3 separate regions of the Mus musculus genome follow, and all the other regions are linked to region 3. A link is a contact called in public HiChIP or PLAC-seq and Micro-C data. All regions are on one chromosome and are shown on one strand. Each heading gives the region's core, a stretch centred on a gene start, on an enhancer-like site or on the middle of the called end of the contact. The rest is flanking DNA. Distances are from core to core; before and after follow the strand shown. Region 1 has its middle 180 kb from the start of 1700012I11Rik. Region 2 overlaps Tg (thyroglobulin). Region 3 has its middle 6.2 kb from the start of Gm31342.

Region 1 (3,274 bases), core at 576-3,075, 360 kb after region 3:
ACTCAGCATTTTCTGACCCCAGCTTTGTAACTGATCTTTTTCCCTGCCACATGGTGTCAAGAGAGCCAGGTACCCCAGGAGACCTGAGGCTGCAGGTGATATCTCTTGAGAACAGACAGGTGCCAACTCTTGTGCAGGCATATGCTTTCTGGCTAGCTTCTGCTCTTGTCATAGAGAAGTGACCTGTGCCGATGTGGTCCAGTCTTTCTGAAGTACTCTTGTAGATTCTAGGTTTTAAATGACAAGAGAAAGACTGATGTGACAATTTAATTCATAAAGATGTTGAAAACAAAGAGAAAAAGGTGGCCTGCTCTTGATCTCTTGGGAAATGATTTAGTTTTCTCTCTCTCTCTCTCTCTCTTTATTTAGATATTTTCTTTATTTACATTTCAAATGCTCTCTCCTTTCCTGGTTTTCCCTCCGAAAACCCCCTATACCATACCCCTCCCCTTGCTCACCAACCCACCCACTCCTGTTTCCCTGTCCTGGCATTCCCCTACACTGGGGCACTGAGCCTTCTCAGGACAAAGGGCCTCCCCTCCCATAGATGTACAACAAGGCCATCCTTGGCTACATATGCAGATGGAGCCATGGGTCTCTCCATGTGTACTCTTTGGTTGGTTGTTTAGTCCCTGGAAGCTCTGGGGATACTGGTTGGTTCATATTGTTGTTCCTCCTAGGGGGCTGCAAGCTCCTTCAGCTCTTTAGGTCCTTTCTCTAGCTCCTCCATAAGGGACCTTGTGCTCAGTCTAAAGGTTGGCTGAGAGCATCCACCTCTGTATTTGTCTGGCACTGTCGGAGTCTTTCAGGAGACAGCTATATCAGGATCCTGCCAGCAAGCACTTGTTGGCATCCACAATAGTGTCTGGGTTTGGTGACTGTATGTGAGATGGATCCCCATGTGGGGCAGTCTCTGGATGACCTTTCCTTCAGTCCTTGCTCCACACTTTGTCTCTGTATCTCCTCCCGTGGCTATTTTGTTCCCCCTTCTAAGAAGGTGACAATGATGATGGTGGTGGTGATAGTTAGTTAGTCACAGCAAACAAATGTTAGGGTCTTACTGTGTTCTGGGCCTAACACATACTGAATGTTCTGATGGAGCTATCCCATGTCTGTTTGACAGAGATATATCCCTGATGCTCAAATCACTTAGGGTATATTTTTCAAGTTATAGTAAATTAGAGCTCAGACAATTTACATTCACTTACTCCCCTTAATGAAACATTCAAGGCTGGATACTGTAAGCACTGGGTTGAGGATTTGTGAACTCATTTGGCTCCTGCTCATGTTCTCTCTGGCTGTTTCTTTGGGGACTGAGTGAAGAATGCTAAAATGAGAGTCACAAGCAGAAACACGAGTGAGAACTGAGCATCTGCTTGCCACTCCTGCTTGTCTTATATCTCTTGACACCATGCCCCAATCAAACTCCAGACCCACAGACCCCCTCTAAAGCCCTGTGGCCCTTTGTTTAAATCCCCGCGCTCAGTCCCTCCTGGAACTTGCAGATATTCTAGTCTCTGCCAGAACGACTTTTTCTATTCCCCTTGTCTGATTAATGTCCCCTTTCCACCCCCTCCTCTTGGTGTCACATTATAAGGGATTTGCCCCACCCCCAACCTCCCACTGGGTCTGGCTTCTCACTTAGCAATGCAGCTTCCTTCCTAATGGTGGTCAAGGCTGTAGTCGGACACTTGCCTTCATTGGTTAATTCATCGGACTCTACGCATGCAAAAACAGGGAGAGCTTGTCTTCTTTTGATTGGTTTTGCATCTCTGCCACCTAACCCGTAGTGTGGATTTAAAAACTGTCTATTGAAGAATTGAGTAAACAGGAAGATGTAGATGTGTGTCAGTTCTTTGTATGTGGTGACAGATTCCATGTGAGCTGGTCCCTAAATCCATGCATAGGGCAAGGGGGACAGGGTATTATGATCACAGCCAGGATCAGGATCCTGAAAGTATGGATGGCCACATCAAAGACTTCACAGGTCATCATTGTGCCAAAGTGGTCACAGACACTGTGTGAGCAAGCCTGGCTGTGTTTTAGTAAAAGCATATTTATAGACTCAGTGACTTGAATTCCACGTCATTTATTTGTATCACGGAATATTTTTCTTCTTCAAACTTTTGTCTACAACTGCTTAAAATGTGAAAATGGCTCTTAGACTATGTCAGTTGTACAAATATAGGTTGCCTGTTAGATTCAGGCCATAGGCTGATCCCTAGTTGATGCTCTTGCTATCTACCCTCGGGTGTTTCCTTTGACATTTTCCAGAAGGTCACACTCCTTGCCTGCCTCTCATTATTTCTGTGACCCGTAGAGTGCTGCTCAATATTGGCTGTTCAGGAACATAGTGGTTGGGTTAGCTGAGTACAATGGTGACCTCTGAAGGTAAAGTGTAGCTCATGTATGAGCATTTTGGGGGTCTTGGACATGCTCCTCCAGCTGTGGGAATGTAAGGATGTCTGTCTGTGGGGGATGAGAAAGATACTGATGGACAGCAAAAGGATATTATCAAGGTGAGAAGGCAGATGCCAGAATCCCAGAACTGTGGGCAGCCTTGGTGGGGGGCTGTCTGTCTTCTCATCTGTTTGGAAAGTCTCATATCCATCCCCAGAATTGAATTATATTGCTTTCCCCCAGCGATACCTCATGCTTGTGAAACTCAGCCTTTTTTCCACACCATTCATTTTCACCAAATAAGGCTTGACATTTGTGAAGGGTTAGTGAAGATAAGACTCAGGGTGGAGCAAAAGGATGTGAGAAGGGTTACCACATGCAGTGTGTGGGCAAAGATCACAGATGACATCTGTTTTCAAAAGGAGAAGAACCCAACCAACCAGTTCTCAGTCCTCTAAACCTGATTCTTTTGGTAAATGCCTACAGTGTATGTGTGTGTGTGTGTGTGTGTGTCTGTGTGTGTGTGTGTGTGTGTCTGTGTGTGTCTGTGTGTGTAAAACCTGGCAACTCCAGTTTGCTTTGTATTTCACTGTCTTTTTCTCACAAGTGCAATTAACCGTGGCCACCTATGAATATTTCCCTGTGGGACACTTGGAAGTCTGTGGCCTTCTTCCATGTCAATGGCCACTTCTATTCAGCATGGCATGCTTTCTCACAGGGATCAAATTTGACTTCTGTACAATTACCAGCTCTCTCCCTGTGGAAACAGACATGCTAGCTTACATTTTCTTATTTTTGCTTGCTTTCCTGCACTTGTGTCCTGTGCAGGAGAATCTGGTCATATCAATTACCTGACCCAGGGACTAAGAAGAAT
Region 2 (3,300 bases), core at 714-3,213, 300 kb before region 3:
CTAGAAACACTCATGTTTATGATCCTATATGGACCTTAGCATCTCCTCATGACAAGGAGAATGTGAGCCTCATATGCAGAAAGGAACCCGACTGGGGGAAGCAAGTGGTTCATTATTATGAAATTAACACTGTGGCTGACCTGGTCTATCTGCCCACTTCATATACAACAGGTCTGTCTGATCCCAAGGACTGTTCCTCCTTGTTTTTATACTTTATTTATATATCTTCTACTGTATTTTCAGAGCTGTCCAGGCAGCATGGTTGGCTGAACTTTAGATACATCACATGATCCATATTGAACACTCACTCAGTCACTTACTAATGGTGTGATTCTGGACAATTCACTTATAATCTAACCAGGCCTTAGTTAGCATCTTCACCTGTAAACCAGGTCCAGTGAAATGATACTTACAAATACAGATCACCTCTTCTATGCATGATCAACAGGTATTCTGTTAGGAGCAGCTACTTCCTTTTCTGGACTCATAGGCTTATAAATAGTGGATCTGGGGCTGTTGGGATGGTCAAGTCCCCACCTAGAATATAGTACAGAAGTCCCAGCATCTGTTGAGCAATGGCTTACAGAATTCTTCCCACTTAGTTCATATTTCTCACTGCCCCACCTTTTTGGACTCCTGTGTTCTCCCTCCAGGAGGAGAGGTGACCTGTCTGACTCTGAACAGCATGGGGATTCAAACATGCAATGAGGAGAGTGGAGCAACCTGGCGCATTTTGGACTGTGGCTCTGAGGACACAGAAGTCCACACCTATCCCTTTGGGTGGTACCAGAAGCCTGGTGAGGAACCTGCTACTGGCACATGTGTCTGCTGTTGACCATATCCCAAGCCTGCACTAGGATGATGTCTTAGGATCAGGAAGAAGATTAGTCAGAATTCCCTGGAGACCAATGATAGAAATGGATTCTATTTAATTTAAGAAGAAAAGACATGCCTTGGAGACTGCTCATTAACTTAAAGGAAAAAAAACTTAAAGGAAAGATTACCAATTAGATCTCAGGAAAGATGGAACAATATCAGGTTCACAGGTATAGTTAGCTAGGGTACATAGCAGCTTCTTCAATTTGCTACTTGCACTTGCTTTAGAGGGGCTGCTCATGGTATACTTTAGAAGCCTTTTATTCAGGATCAAATTGCCCAGCATAGTCTAGAAATACCCCACTGCTGGAGGGAGAAAGCAATAGCATTAGTGGAGGCCTCAGAAAATACAGAAGTATTAGGAGAAAGAAAGCTTAACCTCCTTAGGTCCTGTTGCTGGACAAACAGCAAAGTCAACAGTTGTCCACTCTGATCCCTTGGTCTCCCTGCTGTGCCAATTTTTACCGTCAGCCGGAATGATGTTCTATATGCAGTGTCAGGGAAGGAAGGGAACAGCCTGCGTAGGTTTTTAAGCATTTAAGTTAGGATTTCAGGAAAGGACAGCCTGTATGGGTCATGAAGGCAAATGGCTGCATTATCTAAGACTCATTTCCAGGTCTGTTTTAGGAGAACAATCTGAAATCAATGAAGAAAGGAGTGGATATTTCTGTATGTGCTTAGATAAAACTATACTCAGAATCTTCCCTCTATAGGACAGGCTGGTCTTTGTAAGACTCATAGTACCCCTTAGCTTCTGTCAGTAGGACAAGTGACTGAGGCTCACTGGTCCCATACACTTAGATACTGGGTGTCTATGGTATTAGTATAGACAATTGCATGGAAACTAGAAGAGACTAGCCATCAGATTGTGTCTCAGGAGCAAACTCATGAAGATGTCTTAGAGACAAAAGTATTGTCTCAGGAAGTAACAGAGAAGCAGAGCAGAGGATCGATCAGTGTCTCCAACCTGACACATAGGTCACTTCCTTCTCAATTCATTTTCTGAGCGAATCTGGAGAGTACTGGACGTTCTTGACACTTCCCTAGAAACTAGGGTTATGTAATTATTGCTGCAACTGAAGTCTTAGAGAAGTAGAACTTTGGTCTCCATATTCTTCATACTGGAAAACCACCATTTCCCTACCTAGTTTGGGCAATGAGAGAAAACAGACATTCTTCCTGTGCCTGTTGTGTATCAGAAACATGCTAGGTCTACGTGAGCCTTGATATTTAGCATTATGGGAGCTCAGTGGAGTAACTTACAAGCAACTGATTTATCAACTAGAAAAGGTTAACATGATAGCAGACCAGCTGCTCCTGGTGTGGTCTTTTTGTCCAAGCCATGTTGAAACTAAAGGGTACAGTTTGGATTTCTAGGGCAGAGATCCCTTAGCCTTGCTATGTACCTAAATGTTCTTCAGCTTTGAGGCAGTTAGTATGGGCATGATTACTTCCAGACTAATCCCTTGATCTGTCATGATTGGAGGTTGCTCTGTTGGGTTTTTCTTTTCTTTCAACAGCTTGAATTGTTTTAAGAAGAAAAAAAAAGGGAGTTGTATAATGAAACTGCCACTGTGGACTTATATTTCCATACAGAGAAATCTCTAGGGCTAGAGACATACAGAGATATCTTGAGGGCAAGGGAGGAGAGGAGCATGCTTGCCTAATACATTAGTTCTATATGACTCCATGGACAGCTTCAAGACTTAAGCTACCTCAGAGCTAGGCTCACCTCAGGTCATTCTCGTCTATCCTCTCACCTTTTCACCCTGCCAGCATCTGGAAAATGCCACTTTCCATTTTCATTTGACTATGGAAGAGCTGGACAGAAAAAAAAAAACTTAAGCAGTAATTTATTTGTTCAGAATGTGATGGAAGTCACGCCAAGCTATTTCAACACCCTGACAGGCTGGCAAGGATAAGAACCCAAGGTACTCCTGGTTCCAACAGGTTCCAGCTGCTCGGGTCCTTTTCATCTGACAACCTGGAGTGCTAGTGTCTTCCAACACATATTCTGTGCCTCAGGGTAGGGACTCAAGAGTCCTGACCAGAAGCCACGTGGCAGACAATGAAAAGCCTTATCAGTACTGTCACTCAACAGTAAGGACTGCCATGTAAAGAACACTGTGCTGTAACAGCCTGGCCTCTGTTCATGAGGCTTTCATGCTGGAGGCCAGCACTTTGGGAGCACTATCGCATTAAATCCTCGTTCCCCTGTCAGTAGAAGCAAGAGAGGCAGGAGGCTCAAGGGTGCATAGAAAATGGGTGATAGACCTGGAACCTAGTTAATTTTACCTCTTAAGTTGCTATGTCACATGGCAGAGTGAGAGTGATCCTGCTTTCCTGACCTCCAGGAACTCTCAGTCTTAAAGCAAGCGACAGGTGCTGAGGAGATAAACACTTGTTGCTGGCATTCTCACCTTT
Region 3 (2,997 bases), core at 15-2,514:
GGTTGCCACTTTACAGCTGCGTGTCTCTGATGAAATGAGTTCACCTCCCTTGAGTTCGGATCACCAGGAGGACGGGTGCTGAGGCAGGAGTACTCACTGACTTAGTGTGGTCCAGCATGAGCTGGGAATTGAAGCACACCACCAAGGTGATAGGATCCCAACCCTCAGCTTGTTTTGCCCCATCCCTGGCCTAAGCAAACTTCTCAACCCATCACTCGGAGGCTCAGAGACACAGTGCTCCAGAAAATAGTTATGTGGAAGCTGAGCCAGGGCCCTTGGGTGCAGGCTTTGTTTTGGAAACAACCGCCCTCAGGCTGGGAGGAGGGGACTGTGCCCCAAGTCTGACTCTGCGCCCCAGAACTCAGGTCCTCTGTGCCTGCCTCTGTAAATAAGGGTAGCGCAGGCTTGATAACCTGCCCCTCCCCAACCCTGGCTCGCTCTAAGTTGTTTCCCAGAAAAGCTAAATGTCAGGACCTAGAGCACCAACCCAAATTCAGCACCGTGTGTGTTTTTGTAGCTCCAGAGAGCTAGGAATGGTTTTTATACTTCTGAAAAAATAATTAAAAAAAAAAAAAGAATCAGAAGAATAATATTTTCTAACATTTGAAAAATGACAGAATTCAAATGTTAGTGTCCATAAATAGCGTTGTACTGGGATGCGGCCAGGAGCGCTCACTTACATGTTGTCTAGGGCAGCTCTCTGGCTCCCAACTCTCTGGCTTTTCCTGGAAAAAGCAGCTGCCTCTTGCCCTGGAGCCATTTCAGTAGAGCAGTTACCTGCATACAGGCCTATGGTGTGAGCTTCCTCGACCACCTCCCCTTGTGAACACAACACCTGAGAAAACAACTTAGGGAGGAGAGATTTATTTTGGCCCATGGTTTCAGGTTATTTAGTTTATGCTGAACCTCTGGGTGAGGGGGGAACTTCCTTACCTCTAGGCGGAGAGGAGGCAGGGAGAACAGCGCCAGGAGGGATCACCCCCAGAACACATCTTCTGCAACCAGTCAGGAAGTTTCATGCCCCACCCCCAAGCCAATAGATTATTTAAATTTCTAATCAATGAGCCTTCCTGGTGCAATCATTTCTGGATGAACACTCCCTCCCTGACGGGAGAGCTGTGCCTCACTAATCTTCTAGGATCTTACACTGACTAGGAAGAATAAACATTGCACCCTATTTCACAGGAAGTCACTTCTGAGAGCCGGTGGGGAGGGTTGACCTCAAAACAGGAGTCTTGTGGGAAGTGAGGGTAAACCCAGTACAGCCTCTAACATAATTACCTCACCAGATGGAGAGTGACTACAGGAAGTCAGGAATCTGCACCAGTGTAGTCTCTTTAATAACTGTAACCTTTCCGTTCATTGACAACTGCTGTTTAGCATGTCAGTATGGAGCCTTGGCTCTAAGGGACCAAAACCACTTGAATTCCTTATGCCTTATGGCAGTAACCATGCTAGAGACAGTTGGACAGACTGTCCACTGCATAACCTCTAGACATGCTACTTCTTTCACTGTTATCCATATCTGTATCAATAAGGATAATTTTCTACAGTAGGGTTTCCCAGTCCCCAAAGGCACAGAGTGGCCCTGGGTGACACTGCTTATTAGCCCTCCCCTCCAGTTTTGTAAAAGATAGATGTGGACCTTGGCACATAGTAGGCACTCAACTAAGTCAAGCTGAGAAAACGTAAGCATAAGCGTCTCTCTTGGACCTTACACTGGAGCATGAAGGGCTCGAGGGCAGTGTGCTCTCTGGTCCAGTCACTCACGTGACGTGACTGCAGGTATTCAGCTGAACAAAATAAACAACTCATTCGCAGCTTAAGCTCTTTGTCCCTTCCTTCTAAACAAGTCTTCATCATCACATGTCATGGGGACTTGGAGCTGGGCCAACACATTATTTATTGAATGCCATGATCTTTTCCTGCTCCCTTGCCACCTTTCTTGGATGTGCTTGTGGAATAGACTGTTCTAGAAAGAGTAACTTTTTTATTACCTCCAGCTGCTTGTTATCTGAGGTGCTACTTTCTGCAGGGACTGCTATTACACATGAAGATGGCTTAGCCCGGGCCTGTCACTGGTTACTCAAAGTTGTTTTTACCCCATTTTCCTCCTCCCTAGATGAGCGGTCTCATATTTTTTGTATCAGAGCCATCAGGACTCTTTCCTCTTTGGGGATTCGAGCCACAGACGTGGAGGAAGAGAAAGTTGGACAGAGAAGGAGAAGAAAGGCCTCATCCAACCCCGGTGCTGGGCCAGAGCAAACAGCTCTCAGCCTTGATCCTTGGGGACAGGCAGCTGCTTTATTCCAACAGGTGCAAGGAAGTATCAGGCCACAAGGCAGAATCAGGGTGGAGGTGGCTGTGGAGACAGATCCTGCAAGGCTTCCTGGGTTTCGGGGCCATAGGAAGCCCTGGGTTCCATTCTGGGGCTTGAATGGCTTTTTCTCTCAGAGAAAACAAATGCTGGCCTTGTTTGCAGATTTGTTTGTGTCTCTGCATCCCCCCAGGCCCTTTCTGCTCTCCTCCCCCAGGCTCAGCCTCAGGCAGGCCGCTGTGAGAGCCCAGGCTTCCAGAATTTCCGGAGCTTGCTCCTCAACTCAAACCAAATGCGCAGAGAGACCCTGGGGGCCAAAAGAAGAGAAAGGACTTTCCCTTTCCAGATGCAGACTGTCCTCGGCTCCCAGAGTTCTGGAGCTTCTACGTTTGACATTGCTACAGAAGCAGGTCCATGCCCTCCATTTCAGTGCAGTATTCAATAATTATGTGGGTGACTAAAAAAAAAAAAAAAAAAAAAAAAAAAAGGCTTTGTGCGAGGTGACTGCCTACCGAACGTGAATGCAAATTATTCTGAGTGAGGTTAAGCTGGGTGGGCCAGGTCCAACGACTGACTGCACGACTATCCAGGTACTTTGACCATACAAAAGGCGTGCCGGGAAGCTAATGCCATCATAAAGGGAAGATCTTACAAAAGAAAAACCTCTCCGCAGAGTAAGG

The links. Hi-C and Micro-C count contacts between places; a contact is called where the count stands out from the background. HiChIP or PLAC-seq counts read pairs in DNA pulled down with a chosen protein or histone mark.
Region 1: a Micro-C map of the G1E-ER4 cell line shows a contact between it and region 3. The contact joins two enhancer-like sites. A contact is called at or near these places in 3 of 484 Hi-C or Micro-C datasets (CD4 T cells, the G1E-ER4 cell line and Th1 cells) and 1 of 115 datasets of contacts at active chromatin or transcription factors (memory CD8 T cells).
Region 2: an H3K4me3 HiChIP or PLAC-seq map of bone marrow-derived macrophages shows a contact between it and region 3, with 5 times the contacts expected there. The contact joins two enhancer-like sites. A contact is called at or near these places in 3 of 39 promoter capture datasets (the C10 cell line, cranial neural crest and hippocampal neurons), 1 of 484 Hi-C or Micro-C datasets (CD8 T cells) and 3 of 115 datasets of contacts at active chromatin or transcription factors (bone marrow-derived macrophages, memory CD8 T cells and pancreatic cancer cells).

What each region holds. Positions count from the first base shown.
Region 1 is chr15:67,407,441-67,410,714 of GRCm38.p6, forward strand. No RefSeq gene overlaps it. Among named protein-coding and RNA genes, the nearest start is that of 1700012I11Rik, 180 kb to the left of the region's middle. Within about 2 kb of position 1,826, at least 59 of the 459 cell types and tissues checked have an H3K27ac peak or open chromatin away from gene starts, as enhancers often do. A contact at or near this core is called in the G1E-ER4 cell line, Th1 cells and memory CD8 T cells, where this site is marked.
Region 2 is chr15:66,740,833-66,744,132 of GRCm38.p6, forward strand. Tg (thyroglobulin) reads left to right here. Exons shown (of 48, transcript NM_009375.2): 34 at 654-797. Among named protein-coding and RNA genes, the nearest start is that of Tg, 72 kb to the left of the region's middle. Within about 2 kb of position 1,964, at least 36 of the 459 cell types and tissues checked have an H3K27ac peak or open chromatin away from gene starts, as enhancers often do. A contact at or near this core is called in bone marrow-derived macrophages, where this site is marked.
Region 3 is chr15:67,044,302-67,047,298 of GRCm38.p6, forward strand. No RefSeq gene overlaps it. Among named protein-coding and RNA genes, the nearest start is that of Gm31342, 6.2 kb to the left of the region's middle. Within about 2 kb of position 1,265, at least 73 of the 459 cell types and tissues checked have an H3K27ac peak or open chromatin away from gene starts, as enhancers often do. A contact at or near this core is called in the G1E-ER4 cell line, Th1 cells, bone marrow-derived macrophages and 1 more, where this site is marked.